Linked DNA regions of Mus musculus: region 1 is linked to region 2. A link is a contact called in public HiCAR-type data. All regions are on one chromosome and are shown on one strand. The core of a region is the stretch at or near the end of the contact, and the rest is flanking DNA. Distances in the headings are between cores, read along the strand shown. Region 1 holds the start of Mea1 (male enhanced antigen 1). Region 2 holds the start of Mrps10 (mitochondrial ribosomal protein S10).

Region 1 (4,697 bases), core at 2,000-4,499, 690 kb before region 2:
AGCACTCTCCCCAACCCCCCCTTTCCCAGGTCCAAGGTGTCATTTGAGACCCATACTCACTGACATCAAAGGCGTAGAGTACGTTGCAGGCCCCTTCAGTGTCATTGCGCCCACCCCAAAGGAAGACGGTGTCATCAATGAGGACGGTTGAGTGCCCATAGCGCATGTAGGGAACGACAGGAGCCTGCCCTCGGACGGCAGGCCTCACTGGGGGCAGCTTTGTCCAACGCAAGGACACTGTGGATACAGCTCTCCTCAGCCCTGGGAACCTCCTTTCAAGCTGCCACCTTGTCCCAAACCAACCATTCTTACCCAACCCCCTTGCCGCAGAGACCACCACTGCACTTCATTCAGGTGCCCACTACCTCCCATGGTGTAGGGACTCCAGAAAGATACGGGACTGGCTTACCAGCATTGAAAATGTGCACATCTATCTGCCGTAGTGTTTCGTAGTCTTCCCCAGAGCAGTAACCCCCGAAGGAATATACTCGGTGCCCGACAGCCACTGCAGCATGGTTCACCCTGCGTGGCCCGCCCTCCAGATGCACTGTCCACCGTAACATCCCCTGGGCCACAGGTTACAGGAACATGCCCCCCCGGCACGGCCTGCTGCCTCTGCTACCTGTACACAAATCGGTGCCACGGGTTCCTCAGATGAGCTTCACGGTGGCTGCCCAGAACCAGTCTTTGCCTCTAAGTGCCACCCCAGTGGCCCTCCTACACCACCCCTCTACAGGGACACTGATCACAGCTCAGGTGGCTGGCCCTGCCCCAAGAGAGCCGCAGAGGTCAAGGAGCTTGCCCTGGCCCTGTGTTCTCCCACAGTGAAGGGTGGGGCCACCTTAACCTGACTGCCAGCTCAGAATCTGGTGATCATGACTGCCCCCCCCCCCCCCCCCCCGCATCTGTCAACTCCACCCTGCCCCCGGCTTGGAACAAGCTCCAAGCCCCCAGCCTCCCAGCCCTTTTCCATACTGGGTGTGTTCTTGCTTCTGGCTCTGTTTACTGCCACCTCTCTAAGAATTTCCCTCCATCTCTTAAAGGTAGGGATCTCAAAATACTCACAGCTATTAATAGCCCAGCCAGCCCCAGACAGTCCACTGAGAGCTGGCATGGGTGCTTTAAAGTAAAAAGGAGCTTTAGGCTTTCAGAGGAGAACAGTGTCCCTACCTAGGACAGGGAACTCCATGTAACCATGGTTGATTAGCCCCTCACAGAGCGTTCTTGTCAAGCTGATCCGTTGTCCCTGGGGTCACCCAGGGTGTCTACAGGCACGAGGAGTTCCTTTGACAGCTGTGGCTCGTATGCTGCCAGGACTAGAAACTTAAACCAGAAAGGTATGTGTATACTGAGAGTCGGGGGCAGGGAGGAGCGCCCTCAACTTTCTCAGCCGGACTATTGTTAGCGAACACGCCACTTCCAGCAGCCCTGCCCCTGTCTGGGTCTCTAGAGGAGAGATGGGGTAGGAGTGTAGATTGGAAAGAGGAAAGAAAGCAAAAATACCTTTGGGCAGGACAAGAGAAAGCCCCAAAGATGAGAGGGGCCACGGCTTTGTAAAGACAGCCGGCCAGCCTAGTGATAACAGGTATATCTGAGAGCTCTTTCAGGCAAATCTTTTTGCAACTAGCGATGCCTTTGCCAGGAGACATCTGCTGGGTTTGGGTGATCATTCACTTCCTGTTCAAAAATCCTTGGCAGGGAGGAAAAACCTCGGGGGTGGGGTGGGTGCACCTCAAGCAAAGGAGGTTCCCTTCAAGGGGACAGACGCAGCTTTCATGAATCAACTGCCCCCACAACCTTTCACTGTATACTTTAAGTAGCCATCTCTCTCAATGTGAAACAGCAGCAGCCAAAAGTTAAACTGTTCCTTCATTACTCAGGCTCTTCAATTTTTGCTTATCAGAGAAAGAGGACTGAAAGCTTAAGAATCCAAGTCCAAGGCACTCGTGCTGGGGCATGGAGGCAGGGGGATGTCTGTGTAATTAAGGTCAGCCACCTGGGTCTACACAGTAAGTCCCAAATTAGCCAGAGCTACAAGAACCTGTCTCAAAAAAAAAAAACAAACAAAAAATAGAGAAAGAAAGGAAAGAACGTGGTGGTGGAGAGCCTATCAACCTCCTTCATATCTTTTACTCTCCTTTGAAAGTAAGTCCAGATAAAACGAAAATGCACAAAGATAAGACTACAATCCCAGTGGCAGACGGAGGAAGACTCCATCTTCCTAAGGAGAACTCGGAGGCAGGAGGTTATACGTTATCTCTGGGTCTCCAGCATTTCCCACCAATAGGCCATTTTCAACATCCCAGCCCCTGAGGTCGGCTTCCCCTCCCTGCTCGCGCCCCTTCCCTTCTTAATTTCCCGAGAGCCTTGCAGTTCCTCCTCCCACCACTTCAAGGTCCACACCAGAGCCCTCTAACTCGTCTAAGTTCACGAAGGGAAGCAAGCCATTCTTATCCCCTGCCAACCATACCGCTCTGTGAATGAGACTGGTCTCCGGTTGTAGTCCACCTTTCTCAGCCGCCCCTCCCCCACGACGCCACACTGCCCCCTCCCCCTGCCATTATGCTCAGCTTCCTGATTCTCTTCGGAACCCACTCGTCCACTTCTCTCAGCGCTTCCTCCAGCCACCAGGTCTCTCCCACCCGTCTCCAGGCCATTTTCCCCTAACCCTTTCGCGGACCATTAACACTCCTCTTTCCCAGCATCCCCCTAGCTCCCTCCCCACCCCCAGCTCAGCCTTCTCAGCCCCTCCCGCGCGGCCCCAGCCGTAGGCAATGGGCGTCGCCTGTCCCTTCAATTTTCCTCATCCCCCCAACCCATCCCAGGCTACCTGCCAGGCCGGGCCGGGGTGGGGCCGCGGGTCCTCGCGCTGCCAGCAGCCTAGAACCCGTTGCCCGCCAACCGATTCCTCGGTCCCCAACGAGATAAACACTGCCAGACTTCGTCCTTCCGGCGGGCAGCGGGACGCGCACGTGCAGTGAGAATTGCCGGCCCGACAGCTTCAGGGACTTGTAGTCCACGAATTACCCCAGGGCCGAAAGATGGGGAGCGGGTGGGCGGGGCCGGTTTGTGCGCATGCGCAGAACACCAGTTCACGTCGCACGCCTGAGGGTCACTGGGTAATGTAGTTCTTTGTGGTCCGGGCAGGGGATGGCGGAGGCGGGGCAAGAGGCGGACTTGTCCTCGCTTGCGTCAGTCTCGGGCACGGGGCGGGGCTGGAGGACTAAGAGCCCCAGCATGTCCTGCCCCGCCGGAAGTGAAGGTGCGGGTCCGGCTGTGGGCTCTGAGAGGGTGAGGCGCGAGGAAATACCAACGCCGAGAATCAGTGGGGCGGGTAGGGGACTCTGTAGCTGGGGCCATTGAAGGGGAGACCCTGGGCCTGAAGGGGTTTTTGCCAGGCGGTACTACACTCCCCCGGAATAGAGGGAATGAGGGGCGGGGACGCGCTATGGTGGGTAGCCTGGCGACCAGCAGTTACCTCCAGAGGAGGGGCGTGGTGAGAGGGGCGAGGTTCTGGGAAGAGGCTTTTAGGAAGAGGTGAAACCCTCCGGTGGTCGGTTCATTTAGGAATCGGGCGAGTTAAAGACGTGTGTGCTCCAGCTCAATATGAGAACCCAAACTTGAGACAGGGAGGCAGGAGAGACGGGAGGAAGATGCAAGTTCCATGCGAGAGGGAAGTGGGTGGCTGAACGTGAAAGGAGACCTGGTTTCATCCCATCCCTATCCCGCCTTTCTGTCCCTGCAGCCCCTGCCCGGATGGCAGCAGTAGTTCTAGGGGGAGACACCATGGGCCCTGAGCGTATCTTCCCCAATCAGACTGAGGACTTAGGGCCACATCAGGGTCCTACAGAAGGAACTGGGGATTGGAGCAGTGAAGAACCCGAGGAAGAGCAGGAGGAAACAGGAGCAGGCCCAGCAGGCTACTCGTACCAGCCCCTCAATCAAGACCCTGAACAAGAAGAGGTGGAATTGGCACCAGTGGGTGAAGGAGAAGATGGAGCTGCTGACATCCAAGATCGGATCCAGGTATGGTGGAGGATGCTGTTACTAAGCAGATGAGATGGAATGTACCAACAGCTGTTTATCATAATGGCAGGGGGAGGGGCGCCTAACAAATTATCTTCTCTGGTTCTGCAGGCCCTGGGGCTTCATCTGCCAGACCCTCCATTGGAGAGTGAGGATGAAGATGAGGAGGGAGCCGCCGCATTGAGCAGCCACAGCTCTATCCCCATGGACCCAGGTACAAAAACAACCAAAGCTCATTCCTTCATTTAGAAATAATTACCAAAAACTAGTAAGAACTGGGCATGGTGGTGCACACCTTTAATCCCAGCGCTCATGAGGCAGAGGCAGGCTGGTGGTCTCCTGGTCTACAGAGCAAATTCCAGGAGAGTCAGGGCTGCACAGAGAAAAACCGAATACAATGCCCCCCATTCTCCCCCTCACCCCCAAACAAGATCACTTTATTCCTAAAAATTTCGTTACCTGAGATTTTGTGGACTTCAGAATCTAAGTGAAATGCTGTCTCACTAGACTTGGGAATGGGCAGACCTGGCAATAATGAGGGCGTGATGATGTGTTGGGGGTCTTGGGCTGACTGAGGCACTAGGGAGAGAGGAGCTGGTCCCGTTCTTTTTTTTTTTTTTTTTTTTTTTTTTGGGTTTTCGAGACAGGGTTTCTCTGTATAGCCCTGGCTG
Region 2 (4,572 bases), core at 918-3,417:
TACACTGAAATGTAGTTTTATGACTCATGACTTAGGAGAGGAAAACGAGGGGTTCTCAGAAAAGCACCACATTCAAGCATAAGATGTGGAGAAATCTAATGATGCAAACACAGCTTCAGTGGCCACAAGCAGCCCTGGAAGATCTGAATCTCAGCTGAGAGAATCCATGGAAACAAAGACCGGGGCCTTCAAGGAGAGGACATCTAGTAGTGAAGGCTGCTTAGAGCACACCTCTCTGGTTCCAATTAGCAGATCATGCTGCCAAGTCATAAAACCAAGTCAATCAAACTTTCTCTGTGAAGTGGGGTGGGCAGGAGGGTACCTAAAGTCTTCTCATCCAAAAGAGACATCAACACTGAACATCATCATAGACAGAAACAGCCCACTGTAAGAGTAGTACAGTCCTTGAACTAGGATTGTGAAGGTGGCTACGGGTTCAGCTGGACCTCACCATATGACGTTGGCCAAGTCAACTTGGCTCTGAACCTCACCTTAAAATTATGATACAATTACTTCTGTGAGCATAAGATTAGGTATCCTAAGTGAGAGTCATTCCCTAGTTAGGGGTGCAGTAGACTCCCTGAGCTGAGACCACCCAGAAGGACTGGAGGCTGGGTGAGAAGCCATCATGAAGGACCATACGGAGAGATGGATGCAAAGTCTAGAGGTAGTAAAGAGATTAAGGTTGGGGTACTGTCAGAACAGATCATTGGCTGAGAGGGGCCACCAGAGCTAATTCTGAGGACACTTCTGGGTTGCCTGTGCAGGTAGGGCATAGCCAAATCCAGCCACACACTAGTTAAAGATTCTGTTTCCATATAGAGATCACATATAGGCCCGCCTGAGGGGCAGGAAAGTGGTCCATATTCATAAATCTCTCATCAGTTGTGCCATCTGGACATTCTACCCTTTGCTTAGTTCTCTGGCCTGCCAAATAAGAATTAATGCCTGCTTGTGGGAGACCCAGCTTTACATTGGCATGATGGTTTATGGAGATATAGTATTGGCTAGTTTTGTGTGTCAACTTGACCCAAGCTGGAGTCACTGGAGAGGAAGGAGCCTCAGTTGAAGACATATCTCCATACGATCCAACTGTAAGGCATTTTCACAACTGCTGATCTGTGGGGGAGGGCCCAGCCTACTGTGGGTGCTGCCATTCCTGGGTTGGTAGTTCTGGGTTCTATTAGAAGGCAGATTGAGCAAGCCATGGGAAGCAAGCCAGTAAGCAGGACCCCTCCATGGCCTCTGCATCAGCTCCTGCCTCCAGATTCCAGCTCTGCTTGAGTTCCTGTCCTGACTTCCTCCAGTGATGGACTGTGATCTGGAAGTGCAAGCCAAATAAACCCTTTCCTCCCCAGCTTGCTTTTTGATCATGTTGTTTTGTAGCAGCAATAGAAACCCTTACTAAGACATATACTTTGTTTCATTCGCATTAAGTTGACCCTTATTCATTTTCCCAACAACCTCTTAAGGCCCAGGATGTAGAAGAGATGTCACAAATTCAGGATGACATTTATCATGTAGCATTTTAATCTCATTTAATCCTCTACTGCAAGTATGATTTGTTCTCATCTCTACTTGGCAAGTGAAAGAAAAAAAAAAAAAAAAAGGGGGTTCAAAGTACGGAAGAAATTTGATCAAGTCACCCACCTAAATAGAAACCAGAGCGCCTAAGTGTGGAGCTTCCATTATGCTAAATTGCATGGGAAGGCATTTTGAAAAACACAATTTAGAAAAATCCATTAACAAGCCTGGCATTCCGATGGTGTGAACAAAGTTTAAGAATGAAACGCCTTTTGCAATAAGGTAAAATGTTAGAATTTGGACTCAGTAGCAGCAGCAACTTCCTTCCCAAGTATTTCTGTTGTGTTTGTCTCTAAGCAAACAGAACCACCCAAGACAAATAGGATCTTAGGATAGACAGCGTATAGATAGAACCTGGGAGTTTATCCAGACGGCGGAAGCGACGCATCCACTCAAAACCTTAAATGAATGAGTGAATAATAAATAAGTAAATAAATAAGAAAATAGAAAATTTAAAATATAATTTTAAAAAAATTCAAGGAGCACCGTCTCTATGGTTGTTTCAGTGTCGGAACACAGGAGACACTCTTTCCTTTTCGAACTCTATGGTTCGCGAACAATGCTGTGACCCCGGAAGCGGTCCTGGGCGATCAGGGCACCAAGATGGCGGCGCGCGCAGCGTGTGTGGCTCTGTGCCGGCGCCTGCAGCAGGTAAAGGGGTGGGCGTGGGGTCCCGGCTGCCGACGGCGCCGTCATCGTCGAGTCTCGCTGCCACCCTCTGCCCGACCCGTACGGAGTCATCCTCCGTTGGAGGAAGTTATTAGAAAGTGACAAGAAAAGGGCAGGTTTTTCTCTCGAGGGACCCTACATAAATTGGCAAGACGGGAGCGAGAACCGTAAGACGTCAGAGCAGGAAGGATGAGGAAAACGCGTTCAGAGCCCTCCCTCCACGGTAGAGAGGGCCATGGAAACCGTGAGCTCAGAGAAGACAACGCTGGTCTCGGATTCTTAGGAACCGAGCCAGCAAACGCTGGGTCACATAAAGCCCCGGTGCAGCCCCACTGGGACGCCCTGCTCGCCTCCACGGCTGAGGAGGTGACCCGAGAGCTCCCAGGTCAGGGGAATGGGTCAGATCTCCCTCGAGAGGGTCTTTGAAAAAGGAAAACTTGCCTGGAGTTCGCATGGCATGAATCACAGCACTGGGGAAAGGAGGCAGGCGGACGAACTTCTGGGTTCGAAGACAGCCAGGTTATGTATTGAGATCCTATCACAAAAATAATTTAAATTAAAAACAAAAAAACCAGGCTGTTCTCAAGAACTTTGGTCTTGAAACTTTTGTGACTCTTCTCAATGGTCATTTAGTAGTTTTGAAAATAATGCTCAGAACTGGGTCAGATGGCTGACCCTGAAATAGCATTACTTGTAAAACCTGGCTTGCATATTGAGGCCCTGTCCCAAAATAAACGAATTCTTTAAAAAAGGAAGAGCTGACACTGTGGCTCGGTTGCTCAAGGGCCTAATGCCTAAAGCTGGCCCTGTCGGCCCCACAGCAGCATGTAACCCAGAGGTGGTGGCCCACACCTGTAATACCAGCCCTTGAGAGGCCAAAGCAAGAGGCGCACGCCTTTAATCCCAGCACTCGGGAGGCAGAGGCAGGCGGATTTCTGAGTTCAAGGCCAGCCTGGTCTACAAAGTGAGTTCCAGGACAGCCGGGGCTACACAGAGAAACCCTGTCTCGAAAAAAAAAAGGATCAAAGATTCCAAAAAGTTTGTTTTTCATACTAGAGATTGAACCCAGGGCCTTGCTTACACCAGACAAGGGTTCTGCCACTGAAGCCCATTTGTAGCCTTCTGTGGGACTCGAGTGGTCTGCTAGGGTTGCCGAGCCATCACTCCAGCCTCGATATCGTCCCAGGTTAGTTAACACTTTAGAAAGCCTGCTTTCCAAAGCAGAAGCAAATTTGAAGAAGAGTAAGCCTGGGACGCAGCCTTCCAGCAAAGGCAGCTTTTCTCTCGTTAGTTTTCGCATACCATCTTTTACTAGATGGTACAACCCACGCAGCTCTGGAAGACTCCACTGAACACCAAATGGAGAATGAGAGCAGAAAAGTCTTGAGTAATGTCATGGTGAGTTTTGGTTTCAGGCCTCCCGAGAGTATCTTAAGAATTCATGGGCAGCCCTGGCCCACACTTGTATAATCACTTACCTTAGGAAAAATATCAAGCCGGGCGTGGTGGTGGTGTACACCTTTAATCTCAGCACTTGAGAGGCAGAGGCAGGTGGATTTCTGAGCTCGAGGCCAGCCTGGTCTACAAAGTGAGTTCCAGGATAGCCAGGGCTATACAGAGAAACCCTTTCTCGAAAAACAAAACAAAAAAAGAAAAAAAAAATTGAGGGGCTAGGGCTGCAGTAGTTAAGAGCACTTGCACAAGTCTGGGGTTCGGGTGCCAGCACCAGGCTGTCAAGGGGAGGCTCCAGGGGCTCATGGGTCCGCTGAAGCTTTTGGCCTTCCAGACTAGCCAAGAAAAGTTGAGACTTGGGGCCAATGAGATCCTTCCTTAATGACACCCAACAGCTTCTAGCCTCCACACTCTCGTACATGCAGGTACATGCATGTAGAAACACTCACAGATGTAGACTTTTTTAAAAATTAGAATGCTAGAGACAGAGTTGTTTGCACTTGTGAGAAAAATTTTATCCAGCCAGATCTGTGCATGTCCAAGGCCTTAAAAAACAAAGCTGCACACGATGGTTCGCAGCCAGCACTTGGGAGGTGAAGTCAGACATAGCGGACGCTCAAGGCTTGCCCATCTCTCCAGTTGGAGGCCAGGTCGTGCCTCATGCAACCCCCACCCCAGGAGTCAAAGCTATTTCAGAGGAAGAATGTGACTGGGAAGCGCCATGCTTCTTAGCATCCGAGTTACTGTGTAGGAGAGCTTACTGTCTGAGTGTGTGGGTGACCACGCATACTCTGCACTGAGCCTGGTGTCCTTGTTTGTAAGCCAAGGAAGGCTGAAGACTGTCCCACAGCATAAGAGCAAGGAAGT

The links. HiCAR-type assays count read pairs that join an accessible place to other places.
Region 1: a HiCAR-type map of astrocytes shows a contact between it and region 2, with 3 times the contacts expected there. The contact joins the promoter of Mea1 here to the promoter of Mrps10 in region 2. A contact is called at or near these places in 1 of 39 promoter capture datasets (liver), 1 of 484 Hi-C or Micro-C datasets (Sertoli cells), 2 of 115 datasets of contacts at active chromatin or transcription factors (astrocytes and bone marrow-derived macrophages) and 1 of 9 other capture datasets (adipose tissue).

Annotation. Positions count from the first base shown.
Region 1 is chr17:46,677,872-46,682,568 of GRCm38.p6, forward strand. It overlaps Mea1 (male enhanced antigen 1), which reads left to right and starts at 3,250. Exons shown (of 4, transcript NM_010787.2): 1 at 3,250-3,334; 2 at 3,746-4,026; 3 at 4,138-4,240. The coding sequence starts at 3,757. It overlaps Klhdc3 (kelch domain containing 3), which reads right to left and starts at 3,059. Exons shown (of 12, transcript NM_027910.3): 1 at 2,831-3,059; 2 at 1,171-1,323; 3 at 410-622; 4 at 61-237. The coding sequence starts at 563.
Region 2 is chr17:47,366,720-47,371,291 of GRCm38.p6, forward strand. Mrps10 (mitochondrial ribosomal protein S10) reads left to right here and starts at 2,168. Exons shown (of 7, transcript NM_001146212.1): 1 at 2,168-2,235. The coding sequence starts at 2,188.